4 separate regions of the Mus musculus genome follow, and all the other regions are linked to region 3. The links are chromatin contacts, called in public Hi-C, HiChIP or PLAC-seq and promoter capture Hi-C maps. All regions are on one chromosome and are shown on one strand. Each heading gives the region's core, a stretch centred on a gene start, on an enhancer-like site or on the middle of the called end of the contact. The rest is flanking DNA. Distances are from core to core; before and after follow the strand shown. Region 1 holds the start of Psma1 (proteasome subunit alpha 1). Region 2 holds the start of Copb1 (coatomer protein complex, subunit beta 1). Region 3 overlaps Pde3b (phosphodiesterase 3B, cGMP-inhibited). Region 4 has its middle 17 kb from the start of Psma1.

Region 1 (4,504 bases), core at 1,994-4,493, 160 kb after region 3:
TTAAGGAGAAACACAGAGACAGAGAGAGACAGAAAGAGAGTGCCAGAACGGCCTGCCTCTTCTCTTGGCCTGTAAGTGGAGCTTTGTGAATAAAGAAAGAATATCATATTATTTTCTGAGAAGATAGAAATCAAAAGGGCATTTTTAGGAATGATAGGTCCATTTTTAGTAGACTTTTCTTTTTTAAAAAGATTTATTATTTTTTATTTATATGAGTACACTGCAGCTGTCTTCAGACACACCAGAAAAGGGCATCAGATCCCATTACACATGGTTGTGAGCCACCATGTGGTTGTTGGGAATTGAACTCGGGACCTCTGAAAGAGCAGTCAGTGCTCTTAACTGCTGAACCATCTCTCCAGCCCTTCATTAGACTTTTCATTAATTTAATCAAGATTTAGTGAATACCATACGGTATCCCAAGCTCCCCAAGCTTTCTGCCAGATATGATGAATGCTTCAGTAAAAAATTTTAAAGTGAGCCAGTTGTGGTGGTACATACTTTTAGTCCTAGCACTCTGGAGACAGCTGGATTTCTAAGTTGGATGCTAGCCCAATCTATGCAGTAAGTACCAGACCAGACAAAGCTAAATAGTAGGATATTGTCTCAAAAGAAGATTTTAAGTTAAAACTTCCGATCTTCCCCTGCATAGTAGTGCACCCCTTTGTGCATACCATTAATCCCAGCACTCAGGAGGCAGAGGCAGGTAGATCTCTAAGTTTGAAGCCAGCCTGGTCTACAGAGCAAATTCCAGGACTGACAGGATTACACAGAGAAAAAATAAAACCAAAAATCCAAAAAAACTCACAAAACCAAAATTCCTATCCTTGACTGTTTATATGGTTTCCTGTTGTACATTTACAATAAACACAGACATACACACCAGCTTTTATGTGAGCCAGAATGAGGATTTTCTTTTCTTTGTTTCTAGAAAGATCTTTCCTTCGTAGGACCACAGTGGCATCATTATCATAACTACAAGCTAATGAGAAAACAACAAAAGCAAAATCAAGGGCAAATCATTAAGTAACTTCCTTAATCATTGGAGGAACAGTGAAGAAACACAAAAATATTATTACTAGTAATGAAAAGACAAAGCACACTCAAATTAGAGGATTTTTTTTTCTTTTTCTGCTCATCAGTTTGACAAGTTAGAAGGAATACACAATACCCATGGTGCTGCTGAAAGTATATACAAAGTGGCCTGTCAGTCACCACTGAATATAAGTTGATATTCCATCTTATAACTAACATATATTTATTGTAATTATAACTATCTTCCCTTTGACCTCACATGTTATAAATTCATCAAACACACAAAAGGTGTACACTAGAATAGTCATATTACTTTAATAACAGCAAAAACCTGCTAAGATCTCACCGATACTAGATTATTATATTTCCACATGATAGACTTCCATGCAACTACTAAAATTAATATAGGTCATTACCTACAGGCATGGTAAATTGGCTAAAACTTTTTAAGTGTATTAGTAAGAGACAGTTTAGTATAATCTTATCTTAAAACATGTATTTGTGTGAGGCACATGACTATAGAAAAGAATTGTGAAGATTTTTATAACATCTTCTAAAAGAAATCTCAAAAGTAGATGGGCTAATTTGGGTGCTTTAAACTATTTTATGTCTATGAGTATTTTCTCTGTATAGAAGTACAACATGTATCAAAAGATGGCCTAGTCGGCCATCACTGGAAAGAGAGGCCCATTGGACACGCAAACTTTATATGCCCCAGTACAGGGGAACGCCAGGGCCAAAAAGTGGGAGTGGGTGAGTAGGGGAGTGGGGGGGGGGGGGAGGGTATGGGGGCCTTTTGGGATAGCATTGGAAATGTAAATGAGGAAAATACCTAATAAAAAATATTTAAAAAAAAAAAAAGAAGTACAACATGTATGCACAAGCGTCACGGTAGCCGGAAGAGGTCCGATTCCCTAGAGTTGCAGAAGGTTGTAGACAGCACTCTGCAGTTCCACAACCATTTTTAAATGAGCATTTAATTTTCCCATTCATTCCAAATCCATTGTTCATTCAGCAATACAAATTATGTACCTAATATGTGCTAGGCACCGTGCTGGTGCTGCGAAAACAAAACAGCACTATCTATCAATTTAAAGTCAGAAATTTTTAAAAATAACAAGAGCCAGTGTTGGTGAATTTAAAGAACAAAGCAATCTAATTAACTGTTGAGAGCATATAAACGAGGGAGGGAGGGTGCAAACCCAGAGAGAGATGAGAAAAAGAAAAGCAAAAAGCATGATGGTTCAGAGGATTGCTATATTAGCTGCCAAGCTGTGAACCTGAGTTCAATCCCAGAATCCACGTGGCGCAAGGAGAGAACCACCAACTTCAAGTTGTCTTCAGACTCCCAAAAAAGGGTATGCAGGGACACAGACACACACACAAAACAAATGTAAAAACAAAAAATGTACATATATATACAGACATGAAAATATTTAGAATGTGATACTAATTACTGTGAACATAGACATTTAAATGATGTGTTACTCCGCCATCAAAGTTCAGATCCTTAAAGATCCTTACCTGACTCTGGGTACACGTTATTCAACAGAATTAGCAGTCTTGATTTCATTTGGGGATTAAACCAAAACATACTCTTTTAAAACTCGTAAGAAAACTCGCACCTTCCCCCTAGTGGCCTAATCTACCAGATACGGTATTTGGTTGTGGACAGCAGAAGATCAAGTGCCAGGACAGAAACCAGGTCCTACAATAGCAACTAATGATCATAAGTATCACGATCATGCGAGACCATGGAGCCTTTAAGGATGGGCTCTCCAAGTACTCAAGCATCTCAGGCCAGGAATATGAACACACACACACACACACACACACACACACACACTTGTTTTTTTTTTTTTTTTTTCTGCAGCCTCTTTCAGACACGCTGTTTCCCAAACCTCTCTGTGCACTGTGACAGATCTATGAGGGACCACCGCACCATCCCGAGCTAGGTGGCGACGTTCAACTGAGAGGACCGAGAGTTGGCGGGAATCTGCAATCCACTTGGGGATTAAAAAAAAAAAAAGCAAGGAAACTCTGGGCGTGACGTGAAGCCACGCCCCCCGCTTTCTCTGCGCATTGGCTTTCCCACCCCGGAGCTTCCTGCCAATCCCACGTTCTCAGCTTTCGCAGGCCCCGCCCACTTAAGGCTGGAGGGCGGGGCAGCGTTAGACGCCGATCCGTGGCTCTGGGATAGATTGCACTTCCTGCGTCGCCGCCGTCAAGACTCCGCAGGCTTCTTTGACGATCACCGAACCGTAGTTGGGGCCGTGTTCCTGTGTCCGCTGCTGGGTCAGGTTGTCGCTGCGCCGGAGCTATGGTGTGTTGAGCCCCGAGTCCTCGAAGGGTTTGGGGCTGAGGTACACTGACGTGGTCGGGGATCGGCCTCTGTTCCCTGGGGCGTGGGGCGGTGGGAGAGGGAGCTTACCTCACGGACAGTCTCCTACAGTGATTCAGCATCTGCGGCCTGGCCGGCGGGAAACGATCAGTAACCTGGGCGGCCTTTCGCTCAGCTTCTCCACCTTACGTGGGGTCCAGGCGCTCTCCCTCGCCCAGCCAGAGGCCCTCCCCTCTCAATTTACTTAGGTGGCCGATTTCAAGATGCCCTATGGTCCTTTGTCATCTGCATAGGAGGAAGGCTATAGGAATGGAGGGGTGCACCTGGCATCGCCTGCGCAGACCTGAGCCTGCAGTCAGGTCTTTAGACCAAATTCATCTTCCTTGTGGGTCTGTCTTAATCTGTCTCATTAGAATGCCGTCGGGAAAGACTCCATACAGTCACTTTGTTCTAAAAGGGGAAGTAATGGATTCAGGTTTACAGCACAGGGCCCTGAGCTGCTTCTGTGGAGTCTGCCATGCGAACTCTTGCCTTTTTTGCCATTATGAGTATTCTCCTAAGAGCCGATACACTTGCTTTAGTAATGACATTATGGCTGTAGTGGGTCTGCCACGGTAGCAATTTGTGCCCACCTCTTTACTGAGGATTTGTGTATATGTTAATTCATCCAGTGACAGGGTGCAGGTAGAGAGCTCAAAGTTAAACCAAACATAACTTTATTCATACTATAAAGATAAAAAAGGTATGTTGGAAGGTGTTATGGTACACGAGTTTAATCCCAGCACTTAGGAAGCAGAGAGGCAGAATTCTGTGAGTTTGAGGCAAGCCTAAGTCAAAGTTCCAGGACATCCATAGTGTAGAGACCGACACCAAAAAAAAAAAAAAAAAAAAAAAAAAGGAAGGAAGAAAAGAAGAAAAAAATATGTATAGTTGGTCATGATAGCAGACACCTGTAATCTGAGCACTTGGTAGGTTGAGACAGGACTTCAAGATCATTTTCCCAGGTATATAGGAAAAAGCCAGACTGGGCTTCATGAAACCTGTATCTCAAAGCTCTGCTGGAATATTGTGCTGAGAATTTTCAGAGAAAAGAAGAAACCTTCAAGCTCTGTTGGAATATTGTGCTGA
Region 2 (3,911 bases), core at 430-2,929, 190 kb after region 3:
GAGGAGACATGTCAGTTTCCTGCAAGACTTCCCGAGACAGAGGAACTGGGTGAAGAGTAGAGGGCTGTTAGAATCATGTTGTCTTACAATTACCTAGATTAAAAACATCTTTTAAGCATAAGCCAGACGTGATAGCGCTTGTTTGTAATTTTTTAATGTATTGGATGCTTTGAAAGAATAGCAAGAGGCCATTCTTTTTTTTTTGTTTGTTCTTTTGTTGTTATTTTGTTTTCTGGTTTTAGCCCTGGCTGTCCTGGAACTCACTCTGTAGACCAGGCTGGCCTCCATCTCAGAAATCTGCCTGCCTCTCCCTCCTAAGTGCTGGGATTAAAGGCATGTTGTACCACCGCTGACTGGCCGAGACCATTCTTTTTTTTTTTTTTTAAAGATTTATTTATTATTTTATGTAAATACACTGTAGCTGTCTTCACACACTCCAGAAGAGGGAGTCAGATCTCATTACGGATGGTTGTGAGCCACCATGTGGTTGCTGGGATTTGAACTCTGGACCTTTGGAAGAGCAGTCGGGTGCTCTTACCCACTGAGCCATCTCACCAGCCCGGCCGAGACCATTCTTAAATAAAGAGTAGAAATGATAGCGCTTGTTTGTAATCCCAGCACTTGGGAGGCTAAGGCAGGAGAGGAGTAGATTGGGAGTTGGCCAGCCTGGGCAGTAAGACTAAAATCAAAATTCCGAGAGGTAGCTGTTCTCTGTGCTGGAAATATGTAGCCTCTGGTATATTTTGAGTGGTGGGGATTTGTTTTTTAAACCCAATGTTTCCAGAAAAGAGAATTGTTAGAATAGCTGCATTCCAGGTAAATGAGAAAACAGTTTGTATTCTGTATCCTGCAAGTGAGGTTAGCAGGTTTTGTATACACAGTATGTGTATCCATGTTGTAATCCCAACTCCTCAGAAACTGAAGATCACCTTTCAAGACCAGTCTGGCAATCATACTTAAATTTTTTAATGTATTGGATGCTTTGAAAGAATAGCAAGAGGCCATTCTTTTTTTTGTTTGTTCTTCTGTTGTTATTTTGTTTTCTGGTTTTAGCCCTGGCTGTCTTGGAACTCACTCGTAGACCAGGCTGGCCTCCATCTCAGAAATCTGCCTGCCTCTGCCTCCTAAGTGCTGGGATTAAAGGCATGTGCCACCACTGACTGGCCGAGACCATTCTTAAATAAAGAGTAGAAATGATAGTTGTCAGACAACTTCTGATACTCCAATAACTCCAGTTAACTGAATAAAGTCAGATTCAGGTCACCAGAGGTGTTAAGCCCTCAAGTGTATTTTCATATAACCTAGTCATCTTATTAAGGTCTCTGAAATCATCTGCCTAAGAATTGGTTGTTTCCAGTTTATAAGTGAAAGGAAGAAGAAAGTCTGCAGGACTTTTCTGTTTCTCTTTTGTACAGTTTAGTTCCTGGGAAGACAATTCCTAAGGAACTGCTAACTGACCACAGCGCTTAAGTCAGCTCCCAACTCGCTGGGAAAACTAAAATACTTGTTTACACTGCTGCAGAAACCAACTCTGAGAGAGGAAGAAGACAACACACTTCCAGGGCGCAGCTCAGGGCGGAAGAGGCTTGTCCTTTCTGGGTCTCCGTACAGGCTCTGTAGCTGCATCCTTGCTGGTCTCCCCGCCCCCTTCCACGTCAGCCAAGGACTTGGTGGAGCCGTCGCGGCAGCGGCTGTCCGGACCGGTAGTCGGCGGTCCCACGGTTCCCTCCCGGCCTCCGCCCCTCGGAGCCAGGTAGCGACCTGGGCCCCCGAGCCGCGGGGTTGCGGCGGTCGCGCGGGGTCAGCGAGCCACCGGATGGGGAGATGCCGGGCGCTTGACTAGGCCGCGGCGACGGGCGGTGGGGGCGGGGAGCTGGGCCGCGGTCCCCTGGGCGGTGGGACAGGGGTCTGCGCCGCCTGAGGCCTGACCCTGCATAGACAGAGGCCGGTGAGGGGCGGCCGGGATTCCCACGGGGGACCCGCCACAGCCGAGGAGTCCCAAGGTTCTGCAGCGTCTTCGCTCGCGGGCCGCCCTCCTGGAGCAGATCCGACTGTGTTAGGTTGGCAATCACGGCCCCGTGACGTGGTGCTCCGGGTTGTCACTGTGGTGTGGACCTCGACTCCACAGCTTTGCACACCCTGGGTCGGGGAGTGGACGGGTACGGGGACTGAGTGATTGTCACTAGAGTTCACGGAAGGAGAAGGTGGGGAGAGCTCTACAGGTCGTCCGAAGTCACACGCGAAGAACTTCAGGCAGTTTAGAAGATCACGACTGATTTGCGGAATTTGTCTCCCTTTTTTTTTTTTTTTTCTAATGATGTTTGTATTCATTTTTGTAGATTTTCCTGGCACCTTTCGTCCTTTTCATCTTGTATTGGGTTGATTATAAACAGAAACCATGACGGCAGCCGAGAACGTGTGCTATACGTTAATTAACGTGCCAATGGATTCAGAACCCCCTTCGGAAATCAGCTTAAAAAATGACCTGGGTAAATAGTTTCTTAACTCAAATAGGAATTATTTTAATTGATAGATTAAAAACGTAAAAGATGGACAAATTAATATGGTGTTTTTTAATACATATCTATATGGTCTGATATTTAAATCCTGTCAAATATAATTATCTCAAACATTCATCTTTTCTTCATAGTGAAAACATTTCACATTCTTTCATAGAGATTTTTTTATTTTTTTGAGATTTTAAAAATATATATACAGTATATAGTTATTAATTGTAGTATACAGTGTCATACCTGAACTTTTTTATCTTGTACTCAGCAGCCATTGACCAATCCGCCTCTCCCAGCCTTCCTTCCTTCTTACTCTCCTAGGCTCTGTGAGCCACGGTCCTTTTTTTTTCTTTTTGTTTTCCTTTTTCCTTCTTAAATAAAGCCTTACTCTTTCCCTAGGTCAGCCTGGAACTCACTAATAGGCCAGGGCAGCCTCCAACTTATGTCAGGTCTTAGTTCAGCCTCCAAGGGTTACAGGTGCAGGCCACTATTCACCTTTTACTTTCAACTTCTCTGATGATGTAAGTTAATACTTCATAAAATGTTTCTACTCTCAACCTCCTTTCACCTGAGGAAGTTTCTTATTTATTATGTGTGTATGTGCACAAAAATGTGCTAGTCATGTATGTATAAAGTGAATTTATATGTGAGGCCAGGGGTAAACCTTAGGTGCCTCCCTCAATCATACTCCACCTTACTTGTTTTTTTTTAGACTTTGGATTTTTATAAGATTTATTTTTAATTGTGTATATGGGGAGGTGCCCGTGTGTGTAATGCTCAGGAAGGCCAGCTGTGTAGGCTCCTCCTGGAACTGGGAGCCACTCGATGTGGGTTCTCTGCAAGCGCATTATGTGCTGTTAGCCACTGAGCCGTTTCCAGTTCTCAGTCTTATTCTTTACTATTTATTAGTGGGAAGTGGGGAGACAAACATGCATAGCACCAGTGTAGGTGTCAGCTCTCTCCTACCATGTGGGTTTTAGGCATTGAACTCAGGTGGTCAAGCGTGGCAACAAGTGCCTTTTACCTGCTGAGCATGCTCAGTGGCTCCCTTCACATGCTTTTTAGACAAGGGATCTCTCACTGACCCTGAAGCTTGCTGACTTAACTAGACTAGCCGGCCAGCAAGTCCTAGCGATCCTCTTGTTTCCGCCTCCCCTTAACGCACTAAGGTTATAGGCGTGTGCTATGCCTGACTTTTACATGGGTGTAGAAATTGAACTCAGATCCTCAGTGCTTATGTGGCCAGCACTTTACTTACTGAGCCATCTCTCCAGACAACATTTTTTTTTTATTTGTCTTATTTTTTGAGTCAGGGTTTCTCTGTGTAACAGCACTGGCTCTCCTGGAACTCACCTTGTAAACCAGACTGGCCTTGAACTCAGAGATCTACCAGCCTCCTAA
Region 3 (4,201 bases), core at 307-2,806:
AATCTAGAAAATGGCATAATCTTCCCAGAGTCTAGCAAGGTAAGACTGCCGACTCTCTCTGGCAAGCCCCTAAGCCCCCATGTAACTTTAGCCCAACATCAAATGTCCTGACCTAGACTATTCAACCCTGCCTGGACTACCCACAACCTCTGGCCTTCCACCAGTACCCTCCTTCCCATGCTGCAACCAACCTCTCAATCCACCCATATCCTTCATATTCTTCACCAATGCCTAGCATAGCAGATCTGCCTGATCCTCCCATCTATGCACCCTCAACACCCAGATCACCCCCAAACTCCAAGATTAGACCTGGATGCATATCCTGCATGACTTCCTAGACCCCTATATCCAACCGACTTCATTCCACCTGAGCTATTTCCAACCTTTAGGCCCAATGTCCAAGGCGCATCCTATATTCTGCCCCAAACTTCTCTGTCCATTATCAGATACAGGATCAACAAAAGAAATGCCTAGATCTCATTGCAAAAATACAAACACTATCAAAGATCAAGATCTCCCCCATCAAATTATTCAGTCATATAGAAATGTTTACCAATGAGACTTATTTAGATGAACCACAAGACAGAGTTTAATGAGTTTAAGAAGACACAAAGTGTTCAATGAACTTCAACAGGAAGAGTGAAAGGCGAGCTAGGAAGAGTTTAGTCCCATTTACTGTAAGAGAATTACATAGGCCAAGAAACTGACAGAAAACCTTATTACTTCAAATTAGGTATATCTAAAAAAGTAAAAAAAAAAGGAAAAAAAAAGAAAGAAAGAAAAAAAAGGACAACATAGGAAATAGAAAGAGGAACTGGAATGACTGCTTCTGGGGAGCAGGACCAGATAATAAAGAAGAACTAGACAGAGGACTGTTAGTTTTCATCTTATATCTTTCAGTGCTGCTTGACTTTTAAAAATGTTTGCATGCTACATTAAAATTTTAAATTATAAAATCCAGCATCAATTTTACATTTAAATTTTTCATATTTTTAAACTTTACTATAAAATAACAAAAAATAGGTATTTATTGCCCACTTTATGCAACTATAAAAGTGCAAAAGAAATATAGTTAAAGCTGTTCATTCATACCCATAATAGGGCTACAAGATGAATAACTCTTCTTATTTTGCAACTGAAATACACAAAATAAAATTTATGGGGTGATTAAATCTCACATATGAAGAAAACTAAGCTCTGTGTGTTTTATAAAACTAATATTAAAAGTACTAATCAGCCAGGTAATGGTGGCTCAAACCTTTAATCCCAGCACTTGGGAGGCAGAGGCAGGAGGGTTTCTGAGTTCGAGGCCAGCCTGGTCTACAGAGTGAGTTCCAGGACAGCCAGGGCTATACAGAGAAACCCTGTCTTGAAAAAAAAATTCTAATCATCACTTTAGTGTAAGCAGTGAACTGGATGGTCCCAGAAATCAGATTTGGGTCTGTTATCAAAATGATGAAACTGATATTAACTGGGGAACACTAAAGAAGCAAAACCAGTACAAGTCCAACTTCTCCCATGGGTGCTACCACAAGTACAACTGAAAACTGACTGTGTACATTTAAGCACTTTTAGTTTCAGTTTCATCTCATTTGTCTTACAACTGACCTTCTGCCCTCTCTGTCGGGTTATCAAAAACTAACTAAAGCAAGATAAAATACAAAAAAGTAAAGCAATGACATATAGACATGCCCAAGAGTAAAATGTATTTTATGTCCAGAGACATTGCTGCAAATAGCTGCCCAAGCTTACTGCCTGGATCTTAGAAATGAGAACATCAAGAAGAAAAACTTCAATTGGAATTTAATTTTTTTCCAGAAAATGTTTTGAGAAAGAATTTTCTTAAATATAAAGAAACTGCCGAGCCTTTTCTACAGAACTGTTCAAAGCATGACATACTTTTTAAAGCAAAGAATTACAGGCACCAGCTCATAAGTCACTTTAAATCCAAATCTTTTCTCATACCTACTTCTTTGATAGTTGATAATAGCATCTCATTGTCCCTGTTTCACTGTCATACTAAAAGAAAATCAACCAACTTTTTATATCTTCTGGCTTTAAAATAATTTCTAGAGCAAATGTTTCTAATCCCAAAGTACCGAACCTCTGAAACTAAACTTGTCATTCAAAACAAATAATTATAACTATTAACTAAATCTTTCTAATCCTAACTAATAACCTCGATAAACATTCGGATCCACACATTATAACCTACTAGACCTACAGAAGAATAAAAGAACCATGATCTTTACTGCAAGAATTGCAAGGAAGGAAAGAACTAGAATTCCATCTTAAGGTGACCACAGGTAATACCTAGGCCTTTAAATTAACAGTATCACAATTAGTGGAGATTTATAAATTTAGTTAGAATTTTTTAACATGCAAGCTTATTTTTAAATATGTAATGCTACCCTTGTCAGGGAAGTTACCCTGACATAGCATTATCACAAGCTCAAGAAAACAAACTAAAATTCTAATATTTTAAAACAAACCTCTTTCAATTCAAAAGCATCATCGTTGCTAACATTATTCTCATAGGCTTCCCTAAATAACACTTATGATTTTAAAATGAGGAGCTACTGCAAAGAGAGCCAGACTTTCTAATAAAGTCAACTGGAAATGAGACAAACTCAGTGATGCTTTCATATGAAGCAAATAAGATCAAACCATCGGCACAGTATAAATTGTAATCACAGAGCAGCATTAAGACCTAAACTATGGCCTGCAAAGTCATACAGGAGCCAAATAACTAGAGTAACTCATGAGTAATTAATTGTCTGAAAACTAGATTTAAAATAATAATAATCACCAAACAAGAAACAGCTTCTCAAATATTTGGTGTCACTTAACTAAAGGGAAAGATGGTTCCATGAGAAGCACAGCTGCAACTTGTTTTTATAAGAACAGTTCCCTGACGATTGTAGGATGCCTCTCACCTTATCCATGGGCCTGTCAATGTAGAATGAATTGATTCCTTCATCCTATCATAAGCTTGAAAGAGTCAAGTTTGGAAATATCCTAACTTCTACAAATTCAGAAGTGTTGCCAAGACTATGTGGATTTGGGGGTGGGAGGAAGAAGAATCCCAATAAACTTCAAGTAACTATTTGTTCCTTGCAGAGAAATAAAACTTCACTCTTAGAGTGGGCAGACTTTTTATTCAACAGATCCAGGAGATCCAGCAGAGTCACTAAGCTTAGCTAAGCCACACTCAACCAGAGGACTCCTCTTAGCCAGCGATGTCTGCAAAACGATCAAAAGAACAACTTCTAATATTCCTAAGATTCACACAGCATATGCACCTAGTCAATTCGTTTCTTCCAGCTGCACTAAGAAATACTGGCTTTGAAGCAAAGCAGAATTACGGATTAGTATGGTTTGGTTTGGTTTTGAGACAATAAGAAGCCAGGGTGGCTTCAGATCTGATATCCTCCTATCTTAGCCTCTCTTGTGCTAGGACCTGTGTCTGGTGGTTCTCAACTTCTCTAAGCTCCAGTTTCTCTAAGTTTCTCTAAGAAAATCATGACTTATTTTGGTTAACTACTGCATCAATGTTAAACCATTAGAGATGATAAAACTTAGAAGTAGCAGAAATCAATCTTATGTATGCCAACAAACAATATGAGACCAGTATGAGCCAAATACCAGTATCAGACTTGGGCATAAGAAAATTACAACCAGAATCTATTATGAGCACAGATGAAAAATTTTAAAAATCAAAATAGAAATTTAAGGAACAGTAATATATAAATAACATAGCAACTAGAATGTATTCCAGAAACAAACAAAACTTTGATTCAACATTCAAAAATAAAGTAACTCATCACATTAGTAAAATGAAGGAGAGACGTTCTATGATCGTCTCTCTCAATACCAGGGAAGCATGTGCAGATTTAACACTCATTATCCTTTATAAAAAAAATTATTAGTATCCCAAAACAGAACAAACTTTCCTCTTCTGATCAAAGGTATCTAGTGCCAACAATTGTAACACATAAACCACCTACAGCTAACCCCAATCTCAATGGTAAAATACAGAAGAACATTTCCCTTGTCACTAAGAAGAAAGGGTGATTCAATAATGGCACTTCTAAGCCAGGCGGGATAGCACACTTCTTTAATCCCAGCACTTGGGAGGCAGAGGCAGGAGGATTTCTGAGTTCGAGACCAGCCTGGTCTACAAAGTGAGTTCCAGGACAGT
Region 4 (4,154 bases), core at 1,133-3,632, 150 kb after region 3:
TGAACTAACGCTGGTGGCAAAGGCAAGGATGAGCCAGACCGGAGGTTATGTGAGAAGGACAGCTGGCCCAGTCCCTTGATGGCTGCAGCGTTGGGTGAGCTAGCAGGGCCAGTGCTGGAGAGCTCCCCCTAGTGGTGTGGATGCCCAAGAGCAAGCAGGCTAACCAGATCAGCTACCACCCAGACCCAGGTCCAGGGCTTTGAATTGGCCTGCCCCAGAATCTACCCCATCTATAAACTGCAGGAGAGCACGAAGGCCCTGGTTCTGCAGAACCAAAGCTTCAGGACCTCCATGACACAGGGCAATGACAGACTATCCAAGGAGTTCTCATGAGGATCTAGTAGTGATAGTGTAGCAGAAGCCTCAAACCAGACCAATGGCTCACTGCACTGAACATTTGCAAGTGAAGATGTGTGGACAAAGGAGTATGGTGTGGAACACACCATAACACACTACAGCTTCCACAATGAGACATTTTTGTTTTGTTTTGTTTTTACTTTTTATTTTTATTTTTTATTTCCTTTGGGGGACAATGTAGCAAGGGTAGGTAGGAAAGGACCAGGAGATGAGTGGGATTGGGGTGCATGGTAAGAAATTCACAAAGAATCAATAAAAAGTTAAAAGAAAAATAAATAAAATTTTAGAATATTCTTCCTAGGGACCACATGTGATCTTTGACACAGAGAAGGAGAACTCCTGCTCTAGAGGCGGACACTGTCAGTTTCTCCGAACCTCACTTTCCTCTCCTGTAAAATGGGTGAGAAAGGTTGAGTCCAAAGACGCTCCCATTTTTGTGCTGGTATTTACTGTGCAGATGTTGAGTGGAGAGCCCTGCAGCTTCCTTACTTATGTCAAGTCAGTAAAACCGGCTGCTTCTGGTTTGTTTGTTTTTTTGTTTTCCCCAGAGGAAGCCATCCTCTGGGACTTGAGGGAAGACTCAGCCAGAGCTCTGAGGAGTACAGCGGGGGTAAAGGTGACACAATACGGGAAGGAAACCAGCTCTTGAAAAGTAGTCAATTACCTTCAACAAGCTACCAACAAACTGGCAAGTTTGTCTTGTTTTGTTTTCAGGTAAGGCTGATTGCCAGCTTTTGGAAGATAAAGTGGGCTAGATGGCTGGGTTCTGGACAACCCCAAATGAGAGAGGAGAGGAGACGGTTAAGGTAATGTTAGCAACAAAAGAAAGCTTGCAACTGAGTGATTATCACCCAAGTCATCAAAAGGAACAAAAATGAGAAAAACACAACAAGGGATCTACCCTTGTCCTTTAAAGGCACTTCTACAACTGTATACTCCCTGTCCTTTGCCTTTTGAAAGGAAATGTCACAGGGCATAGTGGCACACTTACGTAGGCCCAGCACTTGGGAGGCCAAGAAAAGAGAATTATGAGTTCAAGGTCAGGCTGGTCTACAAACAGAGCAAGTCCCTCTCTCTGGGGTTGGTAGGTGGGGGTAATATTATAGAAGATTTAAAAATGAGGACAGGCTGAGTCTCTTTTAAAATGAGAGATAATTTATAATTTCAAAAACTTTAGCTGCAAGTCCTAAAGCAATTTAATGCATTTAATTATTTCTGGAATCTATTTTCACATGGTAAAAATATTGATAAAGGTAAGCTATGCCCCACACACACACACACACACCCTCCATTATATATGAAGTGAAGTGGCACAAGCCTGGAATCCCAGGATGATCAGAATTCAAGGATAGCCTGGGCAATTTGGCAAAGTCCTGCCTAAAAAATAAGTTAAAACGCTTTTGTGGGCCATGGGAGTGTGGCTGAGTGGTGGGTTCAGTTCTTAGAAATACACGCACAACAAACGACAGCACTTATGAGATATTTACACAATGAAGATAGCATATTCTCCTGACGAACGGAAACCAGCCACCCTGATGCCAAAAATCATGCTAAATTCTCTGCGTACTCCCCATAGAACATGTTGGCATCCTTTTAAATGAACAGCCCTCTTCTCAAGGAAAGGAGAAAATCCTAAGGGGCTCCACGGTCAGGACTCCAACTCTTTTCACCTTAGCAGGACTCGGAGTTCCCGCTTTCCAAGAGGCACCACGATGTGGGAAAGGCGAGTGTGGACAGTTAGGAAGCGGTATCAGAGCTCACAAACCCCTGCTAAATAGTCACAGGCCGGCTGGGCAGGGACTGTGTCAGTGAGAGCCACAAGGAAACTGAAGTGCTCCTGAGGCAGCTAGGCTGGCTGGTGGCCAGTCTCCTTCCTGGGTCAGAGAGGCTCGCACAGTTCTGTGAACACTGACCCTCCCCCACCCCGCACGAAAACCAAAAAAAAAAAAAAAAGCTCCCTGGACACAGGGTCTGTTTTCACCTTTGTAAGTGAAAAGATTGAACTAGATTTCCATAGCGGGTCAAGGGACAGAGGACAGTGAAGACCAGAGGAGTACGTGCTGTGTGCTGCGTCAGAAACTTGCAGGCTTGTTTGGAAAGACTGAAACTAAATAAAGACTTATTAGCATAAGACGAGCATTGTGAAATTTGGTCAAAGGATTTTATGCAATGATGCTCTTAAAAAAAAAAAAAGCCTTCATGGCGATGGAGAAAGTAGAGAAAATAGAGCATTTTATTTAAGGGAGGAAACTTGTTATGTATCAACTTGTATGTTTTATGCCAACTTAGACACTAGACCCTGGGAATGGTCTCCTGAGTTTGGCTTTCTCCCACGAAAGGAAAGTAAATTTCTTTTCACAAAGCTAAAGTGTACTTTTAAAAAAAATTCTTTAAAAAGAATAACCAACACTAGACAACTTAATCTTTTTTTCTCCTTTTTACCAGTCTTCCTCTTTAGCTGGGCTTATCTTCAGACGTGCTAAGAGGAAAGGCTGACGTCTAGCCACACTTGGTTCCCTTTTTGCTTTTGTAACATTTTTTTCTCACATTTCCTCTATGGTGCTAGTATTTTATTGTCCCATTGCAAGCCAAATAGCATCAATTTTTAGTGAGAAAGCAATTATGGAACTGAAAAACAGACATTGACACGCAGAACTGGTGTGCTTTCTGCTCTTGGCATGTGGGTGGTCTGGGCTTATTTTCTAGAAGGGTGCACTGAACCTCTGAACCATGACATCGAGGCAGTGATAGTGCACCTCTCCTGGGGACAGACTCTTTCCCAAGCGCCTGTAGTGCACTGTGTCTTTCAGAGGAAAGAGCCCTGAGGACTGGTTCCAACTGGGAGGAGTGTTACCCAGGCTAGCCAGAGACAACATGGCTGGATGCACAGGCCCCGTGTTCATGATCTTTGTCCACCACAAGGAGACAGGGTCACGGTGCAGAAGGCAACTCGGTGCATTTATACAGAGGAGCATGTAGGGAGGCTGAAGACAAGAGCTGAGGGGCGGAGAGGGTCAAAGGAAGAGACCAAGTTGTGAAGCCACAAAAAGAAGCCTGTGTCAGAGTGGCCTTTTATGTTGACTGCTGAGAGGTTCCGCTTAGAGCAGCCGCCCATCACTCCAGGCCGAATGCGGCAAATCAGCAAAGGGAGAGCTATTTTTATTTTTTTTAGATACTTCCTTTTCACCTCAACGATCTTTTTAAATTCTTCCTTCCCTAAGTAGTGTCTTTAAGCTCCGTTCTTTACAGCTCTAATTTATGTTTCTTTTTTATTTCTCTTTCCTTTCTTCTGAGAACTCTCCTCTTCGAGATCTATAAAACCAAACACTTTGCAATGCTCCCCTTTGCTCATGGACTCTGATCTAGAAACCAGAAAGTTGTTTCTTGTCTTTCTTTTATTGTTTATTTACTGTTTGAGAGAGGGTCTCATGTATCCCAAGGCGTGAAATGGTTGTGTAGCTGAGAATGATTTTAAACTCTGGATCCTCTTGCTTCTGCCTCTCAAGTGCAGGGATGACAGTGTGTACCATCACGCCACTTTTTGTGATACTGGAGATCAAACCCAAGGCTTTGTGTATTCTAAGTAGACAATATCAACTGAGCCACATCTCCAGTCCCAAACTGGGACTTTGTATTGGGCTGGGACTATCTCAGGTATCTAATTAACTGCGCAAAGTATAATCTCTTGGTAACATCATCATCACATCATTTAAATAAGTGAAAACAGACGCATAAGGAAGAATGTGACATGGGTCACAGCTTTTATCTGAGAATGCATTTTCCAGCCAATGGAGAAG

The links. Promoter capture Hi-C pulls out the DNA fragments that hold promoters and counts their contacts. Hi-C and Micro-C count contacts between places; a contact is called where the count stands out from the background. HiChIP or PLAC-seq counts read pairs in DNA pulled down with a chosen protein or histone mark.
Region 1: an H3K4me3 HiChIP or PLAC-seq map of bone marrow-derived macrophages shows a contact between it and region 3, with 7 times the contacts expected there. The contact joins the promoter of Psma1 here to the enhancer-like site in region 3. A contact is called at or near these places in 15 of 39 promoter capture datasets (the 3T3-L1 cell line, 3T3-L1-derived adipocytes, the C10 cell line and 8 more), 3 of 15 datasets of contacts at CTCF or cohesin (CD8 T cells, large pre-B cells and pro-B cells), 49 of 484 Hi-C or Micro-C datasets (the 63-12 cell line, B cells, the Ba/F3 cell line and 39 more), 13 of 115 datasets of contacts at active chromatin or transcription factors (the 230-238 cell line, CD8 T cells, the HPC-7 cell line and 9 more) and 3 of 9 other capture datasets (adipose tissue, liver and pancreatic islet).
Region 2: a promoter capture Hi-C map of liver shows a contact between it and region 3, with 2.4 times the contacts expected there. The contact joins the promoter of Copb1 here to the enhancer-like site in region 3. A contact is called at or near these places in 7 of 39 promoter capture datasets (3T3-L1-derived adipocytes, the C10 cell line, the HPC-7 cell line and 5 more), 5 of 115 datasets of contacts at active chromatin or transcription factors (bone marrow-derived macrophages, effector CD8 T cells, large pre-B cells and 1 more) and 3 of 9 other capture datasets (adipose tissue, liver and pancreatic islet).
Region 4: a Hi-C map of pre-B cells shows a contact between it and region 3, with 1.6 times the contacts expected there. The contact joins two enhancer-like sites. A contact is called at or near these places in 3 of 15 datasets of contacts at CTCF or cohesin (CD8 T cells, large pre-B cells and pro-B cells), 35 of 484 Hi-C or Micro-C datasets (the 63-12 cell line, B cells, the Ba/F3 cell line and 29 more) and 11 of 115 datasets of contacts at active chromatin or transcription factors (the 230-238 cell line, CD8 T cells, the HPC-7 cell line and 6 more).

Annotation. Positions count from the first base shown.
Region 1 is chr7:114,274,855-114,279,358 of GRCm38.p6, reverse strand. Psma1 (proteasome subunit alpha 1) reads left to right here and starts at 3,243. Exons shown (of 10, transcript NM_011965.2): 1 at 3,243-3,358. The coding sequence starts at 3,356.
Region 2 is chr7:114,252,448-114,256,358 of GRCm38.p6, reverse strand. It overlaps Copb1 (coatomer protein complex, subunit beta 1), which reads left to right and starts at 1,679. Exons shown (of 22, transcript NM_033370.3): 1 at 1,679-1,753; 2 at 2,340-2,489. The coding sequence starts at 2,399.
Region 3 is chr7:114,437,291-114,441,491 of GRCm38.p6, reverse strand. All of the region lies in intron 1 of Pde3b (phosphodiesterase 3B, cGMP-inhibited), which reads right to left. Among named protein-coding and RNA genes, the nearest start is that of Pde3b, 24 kb to the right of the region's middle. Within about 2 kb of position 1,556, at least 26 of the 459 cell types and tissues checked have an H3K27ac peak or open chromatin away from gene starts, as enhancers often do. A contact at or near this core is called in B cells, the Ba/F3 cell line, CD8 T cells and 8 more, where this site is marked.
Region 4 is chr7:114,290,864-114,295,017 of GRCm38.p6, reverse strand. No RefSeq gene overlaps it. Among named protein-coding and RNA genes, the nearest start is that of Psma1, 17 kb to the right of the region's middle. Within about 2 kb of position 2,382, at least 202 of the 459 cell types and tissues checked have an H3K27ac peak or open chromatin away from gene starts, as enhancers often do. A contact at or near this core is called in B cells, the Ba/F3 cell line, CD8 T cells and 7 more, where this site is marked.